Linked DNA regions of Sus scrofa: region 2 is linked to region 1. The links are chromatin contacts, called in public Hi-C maps. All regions are on one chromosome and are shown on one strand. Each heading gives the region's core, a stretch centred on a gene start, on an enhancer-like site or on the middle of the called end of the contact. The rest is flanking DNA. Distances are from core to core; before and after follow the strand shown.

Region 1 (7,016 bases), core at 3,321-5,820:
AAAAACAAAACAAACAAACAAACAAACAAACAAAAAAAAACAACACAAAGCATTTCTGAGTCCTATCACACATCTCTATGATTGGAAACTGCTAGGCTTGGGATTAAGAGAATTTTTTAACAAGTTCCCTAGGAGATTCTTACCAGACACCATTATGGAGTCTCACTGGGTAGAAAGAGTGAGGGAGCAGGTGTCAGGGCTGAAGATGAATTATTTTACTTCATGATGAATTGATTCAATTAAAACAGTTTCCTCAACCTTGGCTGTGTATTTTAATCACTTGAGGAGCTTACTTAAACTCCTGAAGCCAGCCTGTGCCCAGATCAATTACAACAGACTCTCTAGGGTATGATTCTGGCAACAGTATTTTAAAAATCTCCCCAGGTATCACAATGTACAGCCAAGTTGAAAGTCACCCTATTAAAGGCTAAATATCAGGAGCCCAGTTTTGTCTTCATGAGCTTACATTTCATCTGTCACACATACAATCTTTTTTTTTCTTTTTTTGGCTGTCCCTCGGCATATGGAGCTCCCCGGCCAGGGATCAGATCCGAGCCACAGTTTCGACCTTAGCGACAGCTGTGGCAATGCCAGACTGGGGATAAACCTGTGTCCCAGTCTGTCACATATACAATCTTATCTGCGAAGAAATGAAAAGGGATAAGAATGGAATCATTTATAATTCCATTTATTATTTCTCGCTCCTTTTCTTACAAATGATGGTTTAGATTTATCACTCAATGGCCACATTTTCATTGCCTTCACTCCCCCTCATCTCAGCCCTGGACTTTTTTTAGCCTCATTAAATATCTGTGTCTTTGACTTAATGAGAACCTCCAGAAGTTAGAGCTGGAAGAAACTGCAGAAATCATCTTGTTCATTCCAATTTTACTGGCAACAAAACTGACACCCAGTTAGGGTAAGTGGCTTGTCCAAAGTCCAACAAGCTATTATTAGACCCTAGTCTAGAAACTGGATCACCTAACTCTTAACCTCAGAGCTGTTTTTCTCACCCTGCATTGTATCTAACTGAAAACATGAGAAATCTAAAACTTAATCTTATTGGATAATTGTGTGCTATTTTTTTTGATCCCAAATTATAATCTGATTCATGGCTCCAGTCTTAAGTGCTTAAGGTCAAAGTTTCAGATTTTAGGATTTTAAAATTGTTAGGGAGTTCCCCTTGTGGCTCAGCAGTAATGAACCCAACTAGGATCCATGAGGACTTGGGTTTAATCCCTGGCCCTCACTCAGTGAACTGGGGATCTGGCATTGCCCTGAGCTGTCATGTAGGTCACAGATGAAACTAGGATCCCATGTTGTTGTGGCTGTGGTGTAGGCTTGCAGCTGCAGCTCCAATTTGATCCCTAGCCTGGGACTCTCCATATGAAATGGGTGTGGCCATAAAAAACAACAACCACCACCAAAAAAAAAAGATTTTAAAAATTTAAGAAACTTGGGGATCTTAAGAATTATCCAGGGGCTCTGCAGATTTCCATGATTCATACTAGACTTCTAAATCCTAATCACCAGCAGAAGTGTCAGGGAACTCTATTTTTAACAGATATATTTGTTGTTGTTGTTGTTGTTGTTTTTTTGTCTTTCTTTTGTCTTTTGTCTTTTGTTGTTGTTGTTGTTGTTGTTGCTATTTCTTGGGCCGCTCCCACGGCATATGGAGGTTCCCAGGCTAGGGGTCCAATCGGAGCTGTAGTCACCGGCCTACGCCAGAGCCACAGCAACGCGGGATCCGAGCCGCGTCTGCAACCTACACCACAGCTCACGGCAACGCCGGATCCTTAACCCACTGAGCAAGGGCAGGGACCGAACCCACAACCTCATGGTTCCTAGTCAGATTCGTTAACCACTGCGCCACGACGGGAACTCCTTAACAGATATATTTGTGATCAGTCGGAATTTAGTTTCTAATCAGGCAAGTTTTGCCCTCGAATTCTTAACTTTTCAAGTGATTATTTCCCTGAGAAAAATCGTCTGTTAGTCTCTGGATCACTTTAATTCTTTTGAGGGGAATTGCAGTCTGAGATTTTTCATTAGAAAAGACATTCTCACACTTAGCTGCCACTGAGTATCAACTATTATTAGAAAAGTCTGAAATTAGTGAGGAAAAGTAAAAATTTCAGCAATACCCAAATATCTTGGCCAACGTATTCTCAATTTTCTTGAAGTCTGGTCTCTTTTCTGGATCTTCCTCCCAGCAGTTTTTGACAAGCAGATAGACCTAGAAAGGCAGACAAGGCAGATTAACTCAGGGGGCTGTATCCTATCTTATTCTGTTCAGGGATGGGAGAATAGTTTTAAAACATCTCAAAAAACAAACAAAAAAACACAAAGGAGTTCCAAAAGCACAGTGGAAACAATCTGACTAGGAACCACCGCGAGGTTTCAGGTTTGATCCCTGGCCTCTCCCAATGGGTTAAGGCATAGGTCAGCGGCTACAGCTTCGAAGGGACCCCTAGCCTGGGAACATCCATATGCCATGCGCGTGGCCCTAAAAAGCAAAAAAGAAAAAAAAAATCTCAACTCTGACAAAGAGGATGGGATGGCTCAGTTCCCTGTAGCCTCTCTCAGTCACAGCCACCTGCACTCCCTTGCCTCACCCTTCCCTTCAGCCCTAAACTAATAAAAATGGTGGTACTGGTTTTGATGAGGTCAGGTTGATGGGAGATACAAAATGCTTTCCAGACATTTGCAGGGTTTATTTTGGGAAGGGCAATAAATATCGGAGCTCAGTGAGTAAGAGGCCAGTAACTCTAAACGAGAGCGAGGCTCTATGAAATTAGTTTTCAACCATGCCTGATGGTGCAATTGTCGGAGCAGTGTTCACAAAAGTTACGATTTCAGGAGATTCTGAATTAATTGATTTGTGAAGGGGCCTTATTAGGGTCCTCAGATTTAGCTAATACAAATCCAGGACACTCAGGTAAACTTGAATTTCAGATAATGCATGATTCGTTTAGCATAAGTATGTTCCAGTTGTTCCAAGGGCAAAGGCCAATAATCTATACATTTTTAAGTTCCCCAGGTGATGCAATGCCCACTGCAGTGGAGAAGAGAAGCAAGGAAGGGGAGGTACAAGGAAGCCCTTGGAATCATCATCTCCTTTGGTGCCACCTGTTTGCGGCTTTTGTGGGATCAAAAAGCATAATAAAAACCATGTTTTAAATAAAGATCGTTCTTCACTATGACCCAAAACAGGACCACAAATGGTTTGAGAAGCAGTTCCTGTCTGTGCTCTTTGCCTTAATCAAGTCCCCTGGGAGTGACAGGACTAGTCTAGAACTGTGGTTGCCTAGATTCACCACTAGGTGATGCTCTTGCCTGGGAAAACGATCTGCAGGCTACCTGCCTTGGAAAGGAGGGGACAGAAGCTGCAACAGATGGAACAGCAGATGCTCGTCAGGCACTGCCAAGTCATCCAGCTTCAGGCCTGTATGCTTTGGGAACCACCTACCAGATACGGAATCTAATTCCTCACTGCTAATTCCAGAACCAAATCCAGCTACATGTGTGAATTGAGGAGAAGATGCTTTGGTGAAAGAGGTCTTAAGCAACATGTGGATATAAAGACTAGAAAGGAGGGTTTTAGAAGAGAAATGCTGATGTGTAGGGAGGAATCCCAGCATTCAGAAAAGCAAGAGGAAAGGAAGGGAGGAGGTGGTGGCAATTATAGGGGCAGATGGATCTCAGAACCTTGGGGCCACAGCCTGCCTTTAATGTTGACAAAAAGAGAGAGAAGTAAAAATGGCCCATTCCTGCCCAGCAGAGTCTGGCCCTAAACCTCATCTGGCAGGTCGCCTGTAAACTGAAGCAAAATATTTTTATCTTTACCTTTCAAAGAGCAAAAGTGTTAAAAACATGGGTTTTTTTAAAAGACCATAAATATTTTGTGAGCATTTACTTATCATCTCCTGAATTATAAAAGCTCAGAAAAAATTCCCTCCCAAAATTAGATTTTTTTTTCCCCATAGGTCTTAAAGGCCTTTGTGAGAGATTGTTTAAAAAAAATTAAGCAAACAAAGAGAGAAAAATCTCCATTTTCTTCAGAGGAAGGATAGAAAGAGTGAAAGTACATTTCTTTATTGTTTCTAGATGTTGCCATATTTGCTATTTAATCAGCAGGTAATATTTATAACCTTAGTAAGTGTATCACATGGACATTTTACACTTTTAGCTCCTAAACCTTGAGAATGTGACATGTGCGCTTAAGGAACTCTTTCCTGATTTGGGAGTATGGGCGGCTGACAGTAGCTCCCAAGGATGTGTCCCCACTCCTAGAGCCAGTGAAGCTGACCTTATTTAGAAAAAGGGTCTTTGCAGATATGATAAAGGATCTTGTGATGGGGAGGTAATGCTGGATTATCTTGGTGGGCCTGAACGTAGTTGCAAGCATTCTTACAGAAGAGAGAAGCAGAGGGAAAGTTGAAGAGGAGAAAGTGGCCTGGAGGTAGAGATTAGAGGAGGATCCGGAAGCCAAGGAACGTCTAAGCCACCGGAAGCTCCTGGAAGAAGCAGGGAATACATTCTCCCCCCGAGCCACTAGAGGGAGCATGACCTGCCGACAACTCACTGCAGACTTCCGGCCTCCAGAACTGTAAACCAGTATGTTTCTGTTTTAATTCAGTGTGTGTGTGGTACTTTGCTGCAGCAGCCCAAAGACATTCACGCTGGGAGATAGAACTCACTTCCAGTTCTTTTTCCTCTGCTGTTTCCAGGAACAGATCTGGGCGGAAGGGTTTCACCCCGTTGGAATTCTCCACTCTGAAAATCTTCTCTGATGGGATAAGAATAATGCAAATGACAACAAAGAAAGCAGTGTGAAGAAATTTTAGCAGCGGCTGCCAGCCTCTGAATTGGTTCACCGACCCTGGATAGGTCCCCAGTGGGGCTGTGGCAGAGCCTAGGCCAGTTCTCAACAGAGAGAAGTGAACAAATGAAGGAGTCTCCAGGTGAAGGGGTCTTGTGTCCCTTTACACCAGGAGGTCACCTTAAGTTAAGTCTACTAACCCTCTAAAACTTAACTCAGATACACCTGCCATAGGGAGGCTTTCTCTGAGCAAGACGCCAGCTTGCCCCCACTATATCCCTTTACCACCTCCATCCCCCAGAGGGTTAAGAGCTGGCACATAATTAAGTGCTCAGTAAATCGAGGACTGGATGAATGGAATAAAACACTCCCCCCCTGAGGGGACATGTGGCAAAACTACTGATCTGCTTTCAGTAAGAACTGAAATGCCTATGTTGTCCCACTAGAGTGATCTAGTCCAGGTGTGAAACGGGCACAAAGTCTTCTACTGGAATCAAAAGGAAATCAGGAAATGGTAAGGCAAGATTCTTTCAGACACAATAATATGACAGCAGTGGCAGCTGGCAGAGGAATACTGTCCTATGCTTTTCAGAGCCCTCTAACCTTCAGATGCGATGGATCCCTCCAGCTACCCTATGGAGGGCGGGTGTGTCCTTGCTTTTGCTGGGGAGTGGACTGATAGGTGGTCACAGGACCTCAGGGTCTAGGTCAGCCTAGCACGCTGGCTCCCCCCGAGGGTCTCACTCACCCTTCTGGTCCCGACAGCTGAGGGTGTAGAAGGTTTCTCTTCGCAGGATGATCTCCTGGGCGATGATCCCGTAGCTGTACACATCTCCTTTCTGGGAGACGCTGGCTCGGCGTAGGTGCTCCGGGGCCGTCCACAGGTCTGCACATTCAGCAGTGACACGGAGAGGGTGAGGGGTCGAGCCGCTCAGGGGTCTCCAACTTGCTTTTGCTTTTAGGTCCCTCCACCGCGCTAACGCCGGTGACGGGGGCAGCACACATGCTTGCCTTCTAAGCTGACTGTGTAATGCCGGGATTCAGGTGCGGGCATGCAGCAATGCCTTGCCTAAGCTGCTTGACTCAGAGCTCTGAAAACCCTCAAGGTCAACTAGACTAGCACCTGGGGACAGGAAGTGCTCAGTAAACGTCTGTGGGGTGAATGCAGTAGAATCTAAGAGGCTGAGCATTTAACAGCTTACAGAACATGTGGCATAAACAGAAAAGCCTTCATAAATATTTTAAAATCATGTATTTATTTTATGTAATATAAAAGACTATATATACATATATATAGTACATAATTTTTACAATATAAAATTAACTATAAATTATATATAAATTATATGGTTTATATAATTATAAATATAGATATAGTTTATATAATTATATAATTTATATAAAATGTATAGTTCATAAGCATTATATAAATATAAATATATTTATTTATATAATTATATATAAATATATATAAGTATAAATATATACTATATGTAATAATATAAGTATATATATTATATACATATGATATATATATTTATTAAAAACAAATAAAAAGAGCACTTTTTTTGTCTTTTTAGGGGTGCACCTGTGGCACATGGAGGTTCCCAGGCTAGGGGTCCAATCAGAGCTGTAGCCGCCAGCCTACACCACAGCCACAGCCATGATGGATCTGAGCCACATCTGTGACTTACACCACAGCTCAGGGCAACACCGGATCCTTAACCTACTGAGGGAGGCCAGGAATCAAACCCGCGTCCTCATGGAAGCTAGTCAGGTTCACTAACTACTAGCTACGAGGGGAACTCCAAGAGAGCACATTTAAACAAAGAGACCATCACTGATATTTTTCAGGTGTGACACGCTGGCAGCCACAAAGTCAGCTATCACCTGGAGATGTGTTTTATTTATCGCAGTGTTCTTTAAACAAATTAATGCACACAATTTGCCCACGTTTTACTGTTGTGCCTGCTCTGTCCATCTAGTTCACTTCACATGAGTGAAGCACTCCTGGGTCCTGTGTTTGGCTCCTCGAAACACTTGGGGTTTGGACCCCATCACAGATCTTGTTTATAATAATGGGTATACAATTAATTTTCCATCCCTTGGAAATTTTCCAGGATCCCTTAGCTCCTGGTAGACTTTTTGAGATTTCTACCTTCAGCAGTTTCAATGAAACAAAGCTATACATGCG
Region 2 (7,016 bases), core at 2,530-5,029, 380 kb before region 1:
AGGATCCGGCATTGCCATGAGCTGTGGTGTAGGTCAAAGACACGATTTCGATCCCGAGTTGCTGTGGCTCTGGCTAGGCCAGCTGCTACAGCTCCGATTGGACCCCTAGCCTGGGAACCTCCATATGCTGTGGGAGTGGCCTTAGAAAAGATAAAAAAAATAAAATAAAATAAAATAAAATGATAATCAGGAACAGTTTCCTTTCACCTGGAAGGGTCAGCAACATACTTTTGAGGTTTTAAAACCTCAGTTGTCTGTGTTAATTTTCTTGCTCTCTGCCATAATCTAATCGAGCCATCTGCATATTATAAGCCACAGGCCAAATCCAGACTGCCACTTACTTTGTATGGCTCATAAGCTGAGAATGTTTTTGTTTGCTTGTTTATTTGTTTGATTAAAGAGAAGTTCCCAGGTTAGGGATCAAATCCAAGACACAGCTGTGACCTACATCACAGCCACACCACCAGATCCTTAACCCACTGTGCTGGCCTGGAGATCGAACCCGAACTGCCACAGAGATAATGCCAGATGCTTAACTTACTATGCCACGGTAGGAACTTCTGGTTTTTATATTTTTTAATGACTGAGAAAGATCCAAAGATGAATAATACTTTATAACACATGAAAATTATATGAAATTCAAGTATCACTGTTTATAAATAAAGTGTTATTAAAAACATAGCCACACTCACATGCTATCTGTATTACGATGACTGTTTTCGCACTATAACCACAGAGTTGAATAGTTGCAACATATGGTTCACAATGCCTAACAGATCCACTATCTGGCTTTTTACAAAAAAAAAATGTCAACCTTTGATCTAGTTTACAGAGACCTCGATTATCTGGCGATATCACAGAACAACATGCCAGCCCACAACATGGATGACATCATGCTAAGTGAAAACGAAATGAGCAAGGAATAGTAAGCATCATATTTGCCAGAGTGAGATATTTTGTGGCATGGGATGGGAGGTAAGCCCCATTAGATTCAGGGCCCTGACACTTTAGTGAAGTTTCTAGGGATTAAGTGGTCTGGGTCAAGTTAGAATAGCTCCTCTAAAATAAAGGACAAGTTGCTGAACATTGCACTTCCCACCGAGAAAAAGGAGACACTTTGAGGTTTCTCTTAATTTAGAGGGTAATAAATATTTGAGTGTGCTGCCAGCCTGAATGAGCCCATAAACAAACAAACAAACAAAAAAGCTCTGCAACAGGTCCTGGATACAATGAAGAAGCTGTCCTGTCACTTATGCCTTAGGCCTTGCAGGCTCAATAATACAAAGATTTTCCAGCAGACTGAATGCCACTCAAAGCCACTAGAAAGTGGGAGGATTACAGGGCAGCTATCTGAAGTGTTGGAGTAAAGCCATGTTTCCTTCTGCAAATAACATCTCTTTGGAGAAATGTTCTAGAAATCTAGTGACTCTTGGTAAAAATTAAATGCCTGATTATCAGCCCTCAAATGACCAAGGGAACTGAGCTGCTCAACACAATATTTGTGATGAGACCTTGATTATCTGGAAATATCACAGAACATCACAAATATTGTGTTGAGCAGACACAATGGTCCTCAAAGTATTTATAAATATTGGTCTCCAACATGTACTGAAAGAACAGCTAGTTGCTTGAACAGGTGGTGGCTGATTTCCTGGGCACTTACCCCTGCTTTGTTGCCTCTATTTTCACACCATCTTCCCTCTGTACAGGTCTGTGTTCAAATTTTCTCTTCATGTAAAGACACGTGTCATATTGAACTAGGGTGCACCATAATAATTTCATTTTAACTTAACTGACCCTTTAAAGATCTTATCTCTGAATACAGTCATATTCTGAGGTACTGACATATGAATTGGTTGGGGTGTTCAACCCATAACTCCTGGTTACAATTTTGTATGTGTACTCCTGTTTATTTGGGTCTATATTAACATATGATATAATGAAGACGTATATAGGAACAAATATACACCATGTAAACTTTATGGTCTTTTTATCACAACCAAGGATGATATCCCTGACAAATGGCACAAGTCCCTGAAAGTTAAAGAAAGAGGGGCATCTTTCAAATACAGGGTTTAGTTTACCAATTACAACCATTTTGTCATTTTACCAGGCATTTTCTAAAATCATGTTTATAATTTAATAGATAGGCTTTGCCATTATGGTAAAATACTCATTGGTGACTACAAATAAAAGTAAGACTCCTTTGGAAATGACTATTGTGAAATATGATATTCTGGGTATTTTTTAACCAAGAAGTTACCTGACACTAAGGAAATCTGCCATATTTGGTTACAATCTAATACATTTCTTAGCCTTAGAACTTTGTAAATCTTGATGCCTTCTGGAATTAAATATTAGTATAAACCCTCTTTTTGCTCCTTTCAGGGAACTTCAGAGGGGAGCTGTTTGCTTAAAGATGATTTTTTTTCTCATGTCTTATTGTTGATCATTCTATCTATATCAATTTTTCTGATATTGTGTAAAGTTTTGATCTGATGATTTAGCTATTCCTTTTTATCAAGAAATTTTTCTTCTTTTACATCTGAATCTTTCCTATAAAGATATTCAATACAAGTATTCCATTTGGGTGGGGGGTGGGATGCTTCTAACCACTAAAAGAATAGCAATTATTCTAATATCGGATAATCTTTGGCCTCCATCATTATCCTTCTCTTTCTAACTGCTTTCATCTTTTTTTTTTTTCCCCCTAGGCCCACACCCACAGTATATGGAGGTTCCCAGGCTAGGGGTCGAATCGGAGCTGTAGCTGCCAGCCTACACCAGGGCCACAGCAACGTGGGATCCCAGCCGCGTCTGCAACCTACACCACAGCTCACGGCAACACCAGATCCTTAACCTACTGAGCAAGGCCAGGGATGGAACCCGGAACCTTGTGGTTCCTAGTCAGATTCGTTAACCACTGAGCCATGACAGGAACTCCCTAACTGCTTTCATCTTTATCTCTTTTCTCCAACACTGTTTAAGAACTAATCAGGTCTTAATTTAGTTAACCCTTATCTATGGATAACGCCTACTGTTCCTGTTGTTTTTTTCAGAAGACTAGCAGGGAATATACTCAAGCTGGAGTGATTTAATGAATAGTTAATAAAAGGATCATTTTCAAAATGTTGGGCAGAATGTTGGGTGACCACAGGGAATAGTGAAGGGCTCTAGGTTTCACAACACATAGCTACTGTTACCGTCCTTGGTCATAAAGGACAGAGGACAAAGTGATTACTACTTCCTTTAGATAGAGGGAGATACTTCGGTAAGGCTCCTTGCCAGAAAATACGACTTTCAGTTAAGGAGTAGAGCCCTGTGACCTCATAGGAAGAGGAGTGGGGGGAAATGAACACCTCAGCTTTACTCTCTTCTCTCTCTTTGATTGTCTTTGAATGCTTCCTATTGCCCAGATTCAATCAGAAGTTAAAAGTCAAGGAATTTTATTGATACAGTCCATATAGATCAGTCTCTACCTCCTGGGACACAAAGTAGAGCAGAGAAGAATGGATAATAAATCTAGAGGGACAAAATTAAAATATTTAGTACATCCATTTTACACTCTAGTACTACACCATTCTGACTCCAGCAGGAGGTTGTTAGGAAATATATAAATATCCAAGTCTTTTCAAACTAAACACAACAAAAGAAAAAGAGAAAATGAAAACTTTTTAAATCCACATGCCACATTCCTTTTGGAAACCACTGTATATGAACTGTAAGCTTCTTTGATTGCTACAGTGCATGAATGCATCCAGGAGATGGCAGCATTGGTAAAGTATAGCACTATTTAGAAATGTTTAAGGTATTTTCCACAACTGTCACTGCTAACTTCCTAAATGGGAATAACCTATTAAATGAACCGTTAGTCCTAAATAACGAAATGCAGAAATACTTAACTATTATCAAATAACAGCATGGCTCTAGGAAGGTGATTATTCACAAAAGTACATATATCCCAGGACTTAACTGATAAAACTCCTCAAATTCGGAAGGTCCCATTGCAGTTCAGCGGTAACAAGCCTGACTAGTATCTGTGAGGATGTGGGTTCAATCCCTGGCTTTGCTCAGTGAATTAAGGATCTAGCATTGCCGTGAGCTGTGATGTAGGTTGCAGACATGGCTCAGATCCCTTGTTGCTATGGCTGTGGAGTAGGCTGGCCGCTTGTAGCTCTGATTCAACCTCTAGCCTGGGAACTTCCATATGCCAGGGGTGTGACCCTAAAAAGACAAAAAAAAATTCCTCAAATCCAAGAGACATATATCTATAAATATAAAATATTATATAATATCTTTATAAAATTTGCATAAATTATTAACTTTTTAAAGCTTGGGTTGTAGATATATAAGAAAATCTATAAACTGTGCTTAAAAGCAAGTTTAATAACTTTTATTCATAAAATATATATAAAGCATCATTTCAGACACAGTGACAAACTACAACCAGAATATCATAGACATAACATCAGCTACGAGAAAAAAGTTAATTTGCTTTGATTTTTATTATTATTATTATTTTCGTCTTTTTAAATTTTCTAGGGCCGCACCCACGGCATGTGGAGGTTCCCAGGCTAGGGATCTAATAGGAGCTGTAGCTGCTGGCCTACGCCAGAGCCACAGCAACACCAGATCCGAGCTGCGTCTGCAACCTACACCACAGCTCATGGCAATGCCGGATCCTTAACCCACTGAGCAAGGCCAGGGATTGAACCCACAACCTCAAGATTCCTAGTCGGATTTGTTAACAACTGAGCCACAACGGGAACTCCTAATTTGCTTTTAAATGTCATTTCTAAACTGCTTTAATCATGCCCAACATTCAAACTTATAAAGTCTTAAAGATTCAGACAGATATTGTCAGTATTTCAGACTAAGCACAGTCTGGCCCTCTAAACCCTCATTCTGCCAAAGAGATAGGCAAACCCAACAAATTAGAATACCGTTGGATTTTTTTTTTTTTTTTTTTTGTCTTTTTGCCATTTCTTGGGCCGCTTCCGCGGCACATAGAGGTTCCCAGGCTAGGGGTCTAATCGGAGCTGTAGCTACCAGCCTACGCCAGAGCCACAGCAACGCGAGATCCAAGCCGCGTCTGCAACCTACACCACAGCTCATGGCAACGCCGGATCATCAACCTGCTGAGCAAGGGCAGGGATGGAACCCGCAACCTCATGGTTCCTAGTCGGATTCGTTAACCACTGCACCACGACGGGAACTCCCAGTTGGATCTTGCTCTAATACAGCAAGTTGCTCTGTACTGGGAAGGCCAGCTCACTTAACTCCATCTTGGGAGTCATACAAGACTTCACCAAGGAAAGGACTGAGACACTGAAAGATGAGAAGTGTTTGCCAGGATGATCACAGGAGGAAGGTCACCCCATGCAGAAGGAATAGCAAGCAGAAAGAGGGCAGACACAGCATGTTCTGTTCCAGTGTTTAACCAAGGCAATTTTGACCCCCAGAGGATATTTGGCAATGTATGGAAATAGTTTTAGTTGTCACTACTGGTGTCTAGTGGGTAGAGGTCAGGTGTGCAGCCAAACATCCTACAATGCACAAAATAGCCTCCTGCAACAAACAAATTATCTCACCCAAAATAGTGCTGCCATTGAGAAACTGCTCTAAATGCAAACTGCATCACTTGGAATGACCAGCTTGCAGGGAGGGATAGGAAAGAGGTGAGAGATGAAGTTAAAATGATAAAGAGGGAACAAAATTATGGACACTTCATTGGCCTAAATAAATAAAGTTTAGGAGTTCCCGTCGTGGCGCAGTGGTTAACGAATCCGACTAAGAACCATGAGGTTGCGGGTTCAGTCCCTGCCCTTGCTCAGTGGGTTAACGATCCGGCGTTGCCGTGAGCTGTGGTGTAGGTTGCAGACGCGGCTCGGATCCCGCGTTGCTGTGGCTCTGGTGTAGGCCGGTGGCTACAGCTCCGATTCGACCCCTAGCCTGGGAACCTCCATATGCTGCGGGAGCGGCCCAAGAAATAGCAACAATAACAACAACAACAACAACAACAAAAAGACAAAAGACAAAAAAAAAAAAAAAAAAAAAAAAGAAAGAAAAAATAAATAAATAAATAAATAAAGTTTAGATTTTATCCTAAATGTGAGAGCAAACCAAAGGTGATCATATTTGCATAGTGGAAAAATTGCTCTGGCGCTGCAGTAAGAGAATATATTAGAGATGATTTGGTTGAGAAATGACAAAGAAAATGAAATTTTAACAATTTCACTTCTATTTTTTTATCAATATGAATATTTTCAGAATGAAAAAAACAGAATTAACACTGGTAAAAGGAAATTGAAACCCCGGACTGATGACAAGATTGTAAGAGGGTAAGTAGCTGTTCTAAATGATTTCAAGATTTCTGACTCAGATAAATTAAACTGCCACATCTGCACCTCATTTCCTGAGTCCCTCTCTCCCACTGGCCAGCACCACCACCCCTTCCTCTCTCTTGCCAGGCCTGGTGCCTCAAAGCTCTTTCCTTGGCTCCATATCTTGGCTCTCTTTTCTTTATTTATCCTACTAGACTGGCAACCTAGATCTGACCTGTTCTTCCAGTTTTGACTTGGAAACTATGCATTTGGTCCTTTGTGCCACTAATGAAGGTTAGAGATACTCCACCCCTTAGCCTCAAGCAAAGGAGAGACTGACGAAGAAGGTCAGGTAGAAAGAGGAAAGGAGAGGATTTGACACACCATCTCCAAACTGAAAGGAGAATTTGCAGATGAGATTAGCAACATGATTTTTTCAGTTTGGAGATTAGGGTAAGAACCAAAACCCTTTCAACTTCTTCCAATGTTCCACCTCACCCACCCACCCTCTCCTCACACTTCTGCTCTTCCTACCCCCATCCAATAGTCACTCAGCTCCAGCCACATTTGGCATCTGCCTCAAAGAGTTTGCACTGGCTGTTCTATCCAGATGAGAAACAGAATTCCTTATGGAGCTTTAGCTAAATGCCCAGGTATGATATTCAGATCTTTTATTTATTTTTTTTATTTTCT

What was found. Hi-C and Micro-C count contacts between places; a contact is called where the count stands out from the background.
Region 2: a Hi-C map of alveolar macrophages shows a contact between it and region 1, with 4 times the contacts expected there. The contact joins two enhancer-like sites. A contact is called at or near these places in 1 of 5 promoter capture datasets (liver), 24 of 47 Hi-C or Micro-C datasets (alveolar macrophages, blood, brain and 15 more) and 2 of 2 datasets of contacts at active chromatin or transcription factors (alveolar macrophages and skeletal muscle).

What each region holds. Positions count from the first base shown.
Region 1 is chr5:57,878,650-57,885,665 of Sscrofa11.1, reverse strand. GUCY2C (guanylate cyclase 2C (heat stable enterotoxin receptor)) reads right to left here. Exons shown (of 27, transcript NM_214105.1): 18 at 5,571-5,708; 19 at 4,701-4,789; 20 at 2,145-2,236. Among named protein-coding and RNA genes, the nearest start is that of GUCY2C, 59 kb to the right of the region's middle. Within about 2 kb of position 4,570, at least 15 of the 83 cell types and tissues checked have an H3K27ac peak or open chromatin away from gene starts, as enhancers often do. A contact at or near this core is called in alveolar macrophages, where this site is marked.
Region 2 is chr5:58,258,849-58,265,864 of Sscrofa11.1, reverse strand. No RefSeq gene overlaps it. Among named protein-coding and RNA genes, the nearest start is that of ATF7IP, 110 kb to the right of the region's middle. Within about 2 kb of position 3,779, at least 4 of the 83 cell types and tissues checked have an H3K27ac peak or open chromatin away from gene starts, as enhancers often do. A contact at or near this core is called in alveolar macrophages, where this site is marked.